Regions from separate parts of the Mustela erminea genome. Here region 2 is linked to region 1. A link is a contact called in public Hi-C data. All regions are on one chromosome and are shown on one strand. The core of a region is the stretch at or near the end of the contact, and the rest is flanking DNA. Distances in the headings are between cores, read along the strand shown.

What was found. Hi-C and Micro-C count contacts between places; a contact is called where the count stands out from the background.
Region 2: a Hi-C map of fibroblasts shows a contact between it and region 1, with 5 times the contacts expected there. The contact joins two enhancer-like sites. A contact is called at or near these places in 3 of 3 Hi-C or Micro-C datasets (fibroblasts, skeletal muscle and spleen).

Annotation. Positions count from the first base shown.
Region 1 is chr16:49,144,177-49,150,271 of mMusErm1.Pri, reverse strand. No RefSeq gene overlaps it. Among named protein-coding and RNA genes, the nearest start is that of YWHAZ, 78 kb to the left of the region's middle. Within about 2 kb of position 3,476, the one cell type or tissue checked has open chromatin away from gene starts, as enhancers often do. A contact at or near this core is called in fibroblasts, where this site is marked.
Region 2 is chr16:49,501,147-49,507,241 of mMusErm1.Pri, reverse strand. No RefSeq gene overlaps it. Among named protein-coding and RNA genes, the nearest start is that of ZNF706, 79 kb to the right of the region's middle. Within about 2 kb of position 3,606, the one cell type or tissue checked has open chromatin away from gene starts, as enhancers often do. A contact at or near this core is called in fibroblasts, where this site is marked.

The DNA of each region.
Region 1 (6,095 bases), core at 2,227-4,726:
TCAGCAGTGAGCATTAATCCTACCTCAGCCATCAGGATGTCACAGCAATGTCAGGCTAGCTTCCCCGTCGCTTTAGCCTTGGTGTAACTGGGCCCCTAGAAAGGGTGAAGGAAGCAGGTTTATCCCCCAGCCTCTGTAACCCTGCCTCCTGCTCAGAAGCCCCTCAGCCCTGTCTTCCCCAAGCACCTGTGTGAGTGTGCAGTCACCCTCCTCCATGCCTTCCAGAAGCCGGGACCATTACATGCCTCAGGGAGGCAGACTTGCCACCTGCTCTCACGGTTGGGTCCCACCAACCGTGGCTTCTGTGGGCAGTGCAGGGTTAAGAGACAAAGCCTTTGGCTTGCACTGATCCCCAAGAGTGAAACCTGGGGTGGGTATGTGATTTGGTGGGGGGGACTCTTGCACAACTAGATCCTTGCCGGCCCTCAGGAGCCCCCACAGCACATGGAGAAGGCAGGCTAGGACATGACTATGGGGCCCATCTTGGTGATTCGCAAACTTGGGCATGTGTCAGAAACCCCTGGAAGGATGAATACCCCAGCCCTTAACCCCAGAGCTTTTGACTTGGTTGGGCCTAAGAATGTGCATCCCTTACAAGCTCCCACATGATGCAACTAGCTGCTGGGAGGGCCCCACTTCGAGAGCCACCGCTTAACTGAGCGTTGCTTCCCTTACCAAGATACGTCACCGGCCCAATACGGACAAATCGCTGCTGCCAGCCCTGCTGGGGCGCAGCCCGAGCGGAGGCCATCCTTTCTGCCTGCCCCCCCACCGCCTCCCCGAGTTGGTCAGCATCAGCAAAACCACTTGGATGCCCGGAGCCGGACAGCCAGGGAGGCCCCGGCCCTCTGCCTGGGGACCCCGCTGGACACACAAAGCGTTCACTGTGGCGTGAACTTGCTGACAAGCACCACCCTGTGTTTGGGAGATGAACCAAATCTGGATAACGTTGGACCCATGGATTCCTGGCTCTGAAAGCTGATGCGAAAACTGCCCCCTGCCCTCTCAGCCAACCTACCCCTCGGCCAGCCTCTCCAGCCTGGCCAGAGGTCTACCAGCTGCCTCCCCGCCGTGAGGCCGACGCCTGACTGAGTGGGCTCCTCAGCAACCGCCACCTTCCCCATCATGTTTGCCCTCTGCCCTCTGCAGCTTGTGCCCCGGCCTGGGACTTCAATCAGAGACACGTGCCCAAACCGGCAGAGGGGAGTGGCTCAAGCCCGCGGTCGGGGGTCTTTGCGCTGCAGACCCTGTGTGGGGGCACCAAGGCAGCCCCACTAGACTAGACTTGAGTCCCCCTCTCAAGGCCTCCATGGAGATGTAATGAATTCTCTCTCCTTGGCTTGCAGGAAGCATCACAATTTTCCTGTTTGTCTCTCCCCTCCCCAACCTCTCTTCCCATCACCTGCCCGTGAACTTCAGGTGAGTGGTGAGACATTTGCATATAGGAAGACCTCCTAATCACCTCCTTGGTGTTTAAATCTGACCCTACAGCCCCTGGGTCTTCACCTGAGCCCTGAGCCAGAGCATGGATTAAAGGATAGGTAGGTCAGCAGGTACTGAGGTCTCCATCCATGAAGTGCCCCCCAGACCGCACACAGGAGAACAAGTCAGAAAGACACAGCCTGCTAACTAAGGTGCCCGAGGGGAAACACTTGAACTGCCTTTGCTCTCAGCCTCAAGCAATCAAAGACAGCTTCCCTGGCCGCGGTCCTTTCTGTGGAATATTTCTGCATCATACCCAGCCCTTGGACGGCTGTTCGATGCTCACAGTCAGTGGAATATTTCACGGGCATGTGCTGACTACCAGAAATCTGTCATTTATTTAACTAACTTCTAAATGGGTTCAGGAAGTTCAGAAAACTGCATGGATGTGATAAATTCTAATCTCAAACACAAAGAGGAACATGAGTTTTATGAATATAAAACTTGTTTTCCTCTGCCATAACTAATAAGTATTAAACAAGTATTTATTAAAAATTAATTTGGAAGGGATGCTAAATTATTACTTGCCACTGATCTCGAGCTGACCCCATGCAAAGGCTGTGAAAATGTTATGTTCGTGTGCAATTTTCTGGGTGAGTCTTCCGGCTGCGGCATCATTTTCGAAAGCGCCACGAACATGCCCACCAACCGGAACAGTGTAGGAACCCCTGGCGAAGATAAAGCTCTCAACTCCCCACATCTCCTTCCTCGCCTCCTTCCCTCTGCCCAGCTATCTTCGTTCTTGGCTTTCCCTTGTCATCTGCTGTGTGACTAGCCTGGAACCGCATATTTCACGAATGACCAGTGTCCTCTGGATTAAAATGAGCTGGAAGGGTGTTAGGATCCAAGTAAAATAATAATTTACACATGCTTTACAAAATTACACAAAACCAAGGTGTAAAACAAAAGCAAGGAATTGCCCATATTGTGAATGTCATGTAGCGACCGATGCCTAATCTCTTGGCCACTCTGTCCACAGGCTGGCTGCCTCCTGTTGCAAGGACTGAAGTGTGGTGACGATATGAGCTGATGTCACTTAGTCCCCCTATGAACTAAGTAGCATTATCCCCACTTTACAGACTAGGAAACTGAGGCCCGGACGGTTTATGTAACTTGTCTCAATTAAACAGGGGAGGGTTTGAACTGGAAGCATTCTCACTTTTAGTCCCCAGCTTTTAACTACTCTTGAACAGCTACTCTGTGCCAGGAGCCATGCTAAATAAGCACGTGATGCGAAGGAACTTACTGAATCTTCACAACAAGTCTCTGAAATGAATACTGCTATTTTCCATAACTGAGCTAGAGATTGCCTGTCCTGTACCACAAGATCGCAGAACTAATAACTGTTAGGGCTCAAGTTTACCCTGGACAGTCTTACGGCAGATTGCATGCACCTAGCTCTTGCACTGGCATGACAGGCTTTAAGGAGCTGCCTAAATCGGCTTCCAAATAACCATGGGGTGGGGGTAGGGGAGACATACATTAAAGGTGATTTCTGTTATTGGAGGATTTGAGCTTTTTTTTTTTTTTTTTTTTTAAGATTTAGAATCTCATCAGTGATGGATAATTTCATCAGCCTTCTCACAAGCCCCTGTGACCACACAGGGCCTGCAGCAGACATCACTAGATACTGACTGTATACTGTAGAAAGCAAGCACCCGGCGGCGCGGTGCCTTAGGGGCTGCAGAGAAGAGCGGAGGGCTCTGTGCCCTCCGGGAACGCCTGTCTGGGCTGGCGGGCAGACACGTACGGGAAAGCACCATAGAAAGCAGAGCGATGAGATGCCCTGATGACGTTGTAGGAGTCTGGGGAGAATTCGGTGGCATTTGCTGTCTGCCGGGTTCCCCGATGGGGAGCAGGGTGGTGGTGGGGGGCAGGTGTGGCCGGCGGGAGGGTTTTCAGTGGTGCCTGCAGCCGGTGGAGAGATGCAAGGCCGAGCTGTTACTCAGCGCGCTAGCTCCTCTGCTGGTTCCAAACGGCAAGAAAGAGGGCGGTTTGGGCTCCGCATCCAGCTGGTCACATGCCACAGGCAGCTCTTTGTTTCCCCTGCCCGGCCGTTCACTGCCCAGCGCATGGGCAAATTTTGGAATTAGGGGTTCTGTGGGATCACACAAGTACAGACCCTTCTCTGCACACTTCCGGCCCTGTTTTGGGGGCAGAGAGCCCTTGGGACACCCCCTCCGCCCGTCCCCCGCAGTTTCCCAACTGATGATAACTGTAGCTGACGACCCAGCATTACATAAGAGGATTATGAAACTCTGTAAGGGGGAGGTAGGTGATGTGTGTATATAAATAGAAACAAACCTCATTGCTGTGCTACTTTAAGACCCAGAGACATCTAGTGGCAGAAAATCATATCTGCAGGCCTAGCCCATTCTCTCCAAATAAGTGACTTAGGAAGTCCTAATTTGTGAGACTTTTGTACATCCCCAAATTGGAAGACCTTGCACGAGAAGACTTTGAAAGAACAGGATCGTACAGGATTTTCCCTTGAAAGAGTACAGTATTGTCTTTCATAAAGAGTACCATACGCGTACTTGAAGCCTCTTCTTCCCAAGGGCTAAATGCACACGATCATGGGGAGTGTGTGAAAGGGAAAATTAAGGTAGAATGACTCTCACATCCTCCACACACTTGCCTGTTGCACAACGCTGAGCTTTTTTTTTTTTTTTGAAGTGATTAGGTTTTGTACCAACTTCATCATTATGATCCAATTAGCCTTGCACATGAACTTACGTGGCTGTAACAACCATTAAACCAAGTGTTTAGGAGAATACATAATGAGAAAGCTTCCTCACAATGTAGACTAGAGAATAAATTTCCCTGGCTGGAGGGGAAATAGCCCTCAAAGGAAACCATTTCAGGGTGGACATTGGTGGGTCTCTGAGAAACCACAGGGGGGACCCGGGGAGACTCTGGGAACACTGTGGAATGTTGGGGTGACAGCAGCACGTGGGACTTGTGTCATGCTTCCCTAAGGAGTCCCAAGGAAGTGGCAAGACCTAGAGAAAAAGTGGCTGTACACATGGCCTGAAGGATGGGGCTTAGGCAGCCCCCCAGAGTCTCCTACACCCCAGGATCATGGAAATGTACGGATAGATAGAAGTAGAAGGGCTCACCAAACCCCTCGAATTGCTACCTGAGAACAGAGTGGGGTGTAAGGTGTCCCAGCAGTTGCTCATGTGGCCAGATGACACCCCCCCCATGCCTCAATACCAGGAAAGCTCCCCACTACTAAGATACGAAACTGGGGAAGACAGGTGGATGAGTAAGTCCCATACCGAGTGATCTGGTCTTTTACCACCCCCCTACCCCAGTGGAATGGAGATGCACAATAGAAATTACATTAAGGTATAGAAAATGACAAAAGTATTATTTTTTTGTACCTGTATTGGTGGACTGAGCTGTATGTTACATACTAGCTGCGTTTTTATAGAACAAAATAGGACTTTTAGATATGACTGTAGGATATTTGGAAGAAAACGGTTTCTCTTCATAGTAGCTTACACACACACACACACACACACACACACACAGTGTATTAGTCAGGATCCTAGCTGAAAACAGATGGCACACTCAAAATGAGTAATTTACAAAGTTATAGGTAGAATTCCCAGAAACAGATCAGGGATCATGCAGTACCCCGGGGCTAACCAAAGCGGGAAACTTGACCACAACTACACCTTATGGTGGTCCAGAAGGGAAACAGAGGGGATGACGACCGCATGGACAGGACCTCCAAACAGGAGCTGTGGAATTTGCTGGAAGGACGCAGTCTGCAGCCTGTAGCACACCACTGGCATTGATACAGCGAATAGACCCCAATCTCATGCTCCCACTCTCTCATCTTTGCTAGTGCTCCTCCATTGGGAAAACCCAGGAGGAGGCCAAGAGGCAAGGAAAGTCATCAATAGGTCAGCCTCCCCCAGGCACAGAGTAGAAAGGAAAAGGGAGAAAGTGGAGTTAGTGGGGCAAATGGAAGGCACCGAACATTAGTGGCTTCATTCAAACCTCATCACATAAAACATCTGTCTGTATCTCCCCCACTACACACTCCCCCCACTTTCTCTCTCTCTCCTCTTCTTTCTCTCTCTCTTTCTCTCTCTCTCTCACATTCTAGCCATTTATTCATTTGTTACTCACTGTTATTCAATATATAACTTGAGGGTTTTTTCTGATTATAAAATATGTATTCATCTTTTAAAAATAAAGGTATAAAGAAGAAAGTAAAACTCACCTAAAGCACACCACCCAGAGAGAGCCACTGTTAATAGTTTGATCTAGATCCATTTTTCCTTTTCTTTCTTTTTTGATGGCCACTTGGGTTTGTTTTTTTTTTTTAATATTTTATTTATTTATTTGACAGAGAGAGACCACAAGTAGGCAGAGAGGCAGCAGAGAGAGAGGAAGGGAAGCAGGCTCTCAGCAGAGCAGAGAGCCCGATGCAGGACTTGATCCCAGGATCCTGAGATCATGACCTGAGCCAAAGGCAGAGGCTTTAACCCACTGAGCCACCCAGGCGCCCCGGCCACTTGGTTTTTATTATCATTTCTACTTTAAAAAAATTTACTTCTAAATTTTTACAATTCCAGTATAATTAATGTGTAGTGTTA
Region 2 (6,095 bases), core at 2,357-4,856, 360 kb before region 1:
CAGTGGTGAGCAAAATAGATGATTAAATGATGTCCATTCCTGTACAGAACTTTCCAATTAGGCAGTAAGACGATAAAAACATACACACAACTCTATCTCGCCCTCTCGGTCATCCGTAGGTACTCAGAAGAGAAAATAAGCAGGCTCCTTCTGTGGGCTGCTCTAGAAAGCCTTTCTGGGGGGTGACAGATGAGCACAGGCCTGAATGATTCTAAAAAGGGCACCTTGGAATCACCCGCAGTTTTTACAAGGCCAGAGCCCGGGCCCACCCCTGAGGCCTGCTGACTTGATTGGTGAGGGGCAGTGTCTCGGGCCTGGGTCTTTTCATCTCCCACGTGATCCGAATGCGCAGCCAGGGTTGAGAACAAGGAACTCTATATATCGCAGCAGGAAACCATACCCCTTGGCAGAGAATTTTCCTGTAGCTGAATGAAAACCTTCCGTGATATTCAGAACCCCACAAAGGTGCCCCCGACTCTTTTTGCTGCCGCCTGACTTGACATCTTGGCTGGGGGCACCCTGGAGGCCCTGGGTCGGCACTGTCCCAGGTGGCTACCCAAAGTCCAGTCACGGTAGGCAGTGGAGCTCACTCACTCCTCAAGCCAGAAAACACTCCCACAGTCCTCTGGGCAGATGAACCATCTTACTTCTCAGTAAAGTAGGGGAGACCTTGTAACTTCCTTCTCCTACTCGCATGTGAATTTGCTTGAGTGCCCTATATGGGAGCAGAGGACTGTCCCACTGTCTATGCGTCTTAAGATAGGGAGCGCCCTTTCTGCTCTCCAGGTGACCACCCTAAGCTGCTTCCCTCACACTTGCATGTCTCTGATCTTGTACCTGAACTCCCTGCCTCTCCCTCTTCTGTTCTGGAAGTCATCAAGAATCTTGAGGTAAATACAGAGAACAAACTAGTGGTTGCCAGAGGGAAAGGGGGTGGGGGAAGGGCACACCGGAAGAGGAGTGAGAGACACAGGCTTCCGGTCTGGACTGAATAAGTTGGAATAAAAGGCACAGCATAGGGAATAAGAGTGTAACAGCATTGTGTGGTGACAGATGGTAGCTACCCTTGTGGTGGCACAGGAGACTTACAAGCTTGTGGGATCGCTGTGTTGTACCCCTGAAACTAATGTAACATTGGGTGTCAACTATTCTCAAAAAAAGAAACAGGGAAGAAAAGAGAATCTTTAAGGGAAAGGGCCTCTTCGAACTAGATTCGGAAACTGTTGAGTGGGCCCAGGTGTGCTCTTGGGGCCTGATGGATCACAGCCCTCAGCTGCTGACCCTGATTCTGTCTTGTTTGGGACACATGGGTCCTATCTCCACATGGATCCCTGACTGTGAGCTGCCCTGGTGAGCATCTCCTTGTTTCTCTTTCAGACAGGCTGGAGACTGTCTTTCCCTCCTCTGAAATGCTGGCGAGGGGAGCGTGGCCATATCCACCTTCCTGAGACTTGTGCTCCAAGGCAGATCTTTGCTCTCAGACATGGAAGTGCTCAAGGAGGCCATTGGGGGGTGAGAGGGGACCCAGGCTGAGAACAGGCATACTCAGAAAAAAAACCCTGGGTAATGAGATCTCCACAGTATTTGTTCTGGGACCCGAGGCCACAGTTCTTTCTCTTTCTCTTTATTTTTAATGATAGAAAATTCAAAACCAACATGGAAGTAAAAAGAATAGTAAGGTGAAACCCCATGGAGCCCACCATCCGGCTTTTTAACAGGTGACCATCCTTATGTCATCTGGCATCATAACTCTAGAAGACAGGGACAGAGAAGTCATAGTAGGTTTCAGACAACATGTCTTTGGACCCATAAATAGGTCAGAGGCACATCTTTAACTGATAGTATTTTTAACACTCCCACCATGCTTTTATCCCCTAAACTACCACAGTAGTTCATAGTCACATCTCCGCGTTGTCTTGAAGGTCAGTTCTCTTCAACGGGAATCAAACTCTGACTTGATACGGGCGGGTATCATAGTCATTTTCCAAGTACCCAACCATTTCCAAATTCCCCAACCATTCTTGTTGGGTGAGGAGTGGGAATTTAGGTAGGAACATTTCCCCTTAACATTGACCTGAGAGGTTTAGTGAAAGGCACCTGGGACTTGGCTCAAACTTGAATCCTGTCTGGTACTTCACGACTTAGGGTGGGGTCTGGATGAAGCTTCTCTTCCCTGTCTCTCTGCGGTGAAGACAAGATCACTTGTTATGAGCCTTAAAATTCACAGAGAGTGGTCTGTTAAGTACTTGTCAAAAGCAAATAAGCATTATTACATAAATCTCCAACAGTATTTCCCTGCAAAAAAAAAAAAAAAAAAAGTATTAGTTAAGCTCTATTCTCTGGTGTGAAAAAGTCAACTGAACCACTCATAATCCTTAAGAAATGCCTTCAATGTTTAATGGCCTAGTTCTTAAAATAGACACCCTCCGCCACCCAGTGAAATCACTCTATTGAGTTTAGAAGTTTTCACAAAAACAAAATTCACTGTCTTCCCTCCCTCAGTCATTAAGAGATAGTCTTTAGCTCTTGGATAGTTCTAATTCTTTTCCCTAGAAGCTGTTCCCTTAGAAAGGAAGGGAGAATAAAAATCGCAGAGTGTGTTAGGGATTTAGTTGAAAGCAGGGTGCTAAATTGTACCTTATCTCGAGGCAGAAAGAGATTTTTCTAGACTTTGTTATTTGTGAGGTTGACCCCTTTGTTGTTATAATCCCCATGAGAAGTTGTTGTAGTTGCTTGGTTATGCTCTGGAGAAAGGCATTAGTCTCCTGTAATGAATTACTGCCAGTTCGGTGGCTTAAAACAACAAAAATTTATCATCTTGTGGTTCTAGAGATCAGAAATCTAAAATGAGTTTTATGGCATTAAAATCAAGACATTGGCATGGCTGGCTCTTTCTGGAACCTCCAGCAAAAATTTTGCTCTGTGACTCTTCCAGCTTCTAGAGGCTGCCCATACTCCTTGGCTCATGTCCCCTTCCTCATATCACTCAGACCACTGGCTTCTCTCATGACATCTCCTGACATCTGCTCTAAGCTCCTGCCTCCCTACGATTAGGACCCTTGTGATTACGTTGGGTACCTTCAGATAATCGGCATATCTCTTCATCTCAAAAATCTTTCATTTAAACAATCTGGAAAGTCTCTTTTGTCATATATGGTAACATTTACAGGTTCAGGGGATTAGGATTTGGCCATCCTTTAAGGGAAGGAAAGAGCTGTTGGAAATCCAGGTGTCACAAATCACCTCAGAACAGTATCCTGTTTTAGTCTTCCTGGGGGTGGCCCGCTGATAGTCACATACACTGTACTCTGCAAAATCCAACCTGGTCGTTTGTTGAAGTATAGAAATTTGGGGGCCCTGAAACAGATACGATATGTTTTCTCCTCTGTGAATCAAAATTCCCCAAAACTGTGAGCATCTGTTCATAATCAACTATTCATGTATTATCATCAAATAGTATCAATTTTGGACTTCTGTTGTTAATGTGGGGTTGTACAAACATGAGGTAAGCTTGTCATCCCTCTTGACTCTGGGCAGGCTCTGGGACTGCTTTGACCACATCCAGGCCTTATGAGTCAGACAACGCTCACTTCCTGTCTCCCCGAACACTGGTTCTAAGAGCCTAATCTTCCTCATAAAAAGTCCAGCTCCCTTGCTGGGAAGATCACACGGAGAGGTCTGGAGGGTACTGGGAGAAGAAGAAAGGCATCGCTGAGTACAGCCCTCCAGCTGTCCCTACGGGGCACCAGTTGTGTGAGCAGGCTGTCTTGAACCCTAAAGACCAGCCCGCTCCAGCTGAATAGCATTGAATGACACAGTCTACACTGCAGGCAGCCGGATAATCATCCTATCGGGTCCTCTCTGAATTCCCGACCCACAAAACTGTGAGATGTAAGAAAGCGGTTGTAGCGTTAAACCTCTGTAGTTTCGGGGTAGCTTGTTGTGCGACAATTAGGTAAGCAGGCAGAATTTGGTGACCAGCACATGCACAGTGGTCACTCTCTAGAGGGTCTAAGGGTAGAAATGTAGGGGCCATCCATCCACAAATCCCAATCTGTAGCATCATCAGAGAGTCTTGGTTTGGACCTTCCCTGTCCACACAGCGAGAATCGGATGGTTGGTCTCTGCAGTGGGGATCGTAAGAATAAGGAGTCATGGAGGTGTTTGGGGGGTGACAAATGGGATAAGAGTTTTGTAGTCTGAGAAAGCCTGTCCCGATGTCATAGTTAGTAGTGGTAGTTACAGTGACAGTGCTATGGGAGATTTTCAACAGAAAAAGAGTCATTCTCTGCTCGCCTCACATTGTCTCCAAGGGTGGGTGTTGATAACAGGCGTAGAGCAATTTGATTTTGCATCATAACTCATTTTCAGTGCGGAAGAGGAAGAAAAGGACAAGGGAAAAGAAAACAAATTATTTTATTTCCTCCCAGAGAGTTTGGGATCCAGGGTGTTATTCACTAGCGCATTACGTAATTGGAAATTATGTAATTGGTAGACACATGTCTTCTTTCTCTTCCTGTCCCAGGCTGACCCTGCCCTCTCTTGCCTTCTCTGATCCACGTGCAACTGTATGTGCCCCCTTCCACTACAATAGAGTGAAAGGGTATTCTGTAGGCTGAGCCCGCGACTGTTTATTTAAAATCAGTTGGCCCTTCAGAAAGTTTGATCCAGCCTCATACAAAGAATGATTAAAGAGCTGGTGTGGAGACGGTCTGCCTCTCTAAGGAAGGCAGTTCACGCAATCAAGGCATGAACTTGAGCCCAGAAAACAGCTAGCACATGCAGTGTGCAGCCTCTGTTGAGCTGCCTTTGAACACATTCGGAGTTTAGTCTGTCCAGACGGAGGTCTGCAAAAGATTAGAAGCTGGAATTCAAGGCCTGTCAGGAACGCACCCGCACAGCCTCTGGGGCCAGAGGCTTTTGGTCACAAGAGAGGGGAGCCTCTTCTCTGGCAACTGAGACAGAAGATGCAAATCTGTCTATTTCTCTCTTGGAGAGTAAGACTTCTGGACCGAATGTCCATTTTGAATTTTAAAACCTGGCTTAGAATTCTCCATATGTTCTTAGACATAAGCAACGCTTTGCCCATTGTTGACTAGCCTATCCTGATGGGAAAATAAACAAAACATGTGGCATTGAAAACCATGCACATCAGACTGTCATTGCTCTTCCTCAGGAGGGTGAGGTGGCCCACCCCGGCTGAAAGAAGTTGGGAAAGATCTGTGTAGCTTTTCTGTGCTTGAGGTCTTCACCTTTTCACAGTGGTAGCTGCTCTACATACGGGAACCCAGCTCTTCTGAGGTCAGGGCGCCATGTTGCAAAGGCAGGACAATGAATTTGAAAGAAACCAGCTGCCTCCTAGCCAGATACTGAAGTCAGAGACCCCAGGGCATCCTATGGCCTGGAGAGAAGGGAAAATTGCCAATACTGTGTTCCCTGGTGGTGAAGCTATATTTGTTCAGGCTGAGAAAGGGATGAAAGTGGGCCTTTCTCCCAAGAAGGTGCAATTTCCCAATGATACACCTCTGCCCCGGCCCAGCCACGGAGCACAGAAAGCAGCAATGACATGCCCCCAGAGGAAGGCACAAGTCTTACTGAACCAGCAGGCGAGGGCAGGAGGCAGTGGGGAGGAGACTCACCCAGGAGGTCCAACAGAAGTGGGGGACACAGGACAGCACAGAGGTCAGAAGGAAGACATTTGGAACAGGCGCACTTGGCTTTGCCATATGCATATATGCCTTTGCCAAGTCCTCTGACCTCTCTAAATTAGTTTTCTCACTGGGAAAAAGGGGGTGTTGTCTACTTCATGAATTTGTTTTTATTTTTTATTTTTTATTTTTTATAAACATATATTTTTATCCCCAGGGGTACAGGTCTGTGAATCGCCAGGTTTATACACTTCACAGCACTCACCAAAGCACATACTCTCCCCAATGTCCATAATACTTCATGAGTTTTTTGAGGATCCCCCATGAGAATGCCTGTTGCAGGTCATGTTCCCAGCACAGAAAGAGGGTAGTGTTGGGGTAGGGAGGGGCGCTGCTCCTGCAACATGAGAAACCAGTGAGGCTGAAGTCATCACTAGTGTCATTTCC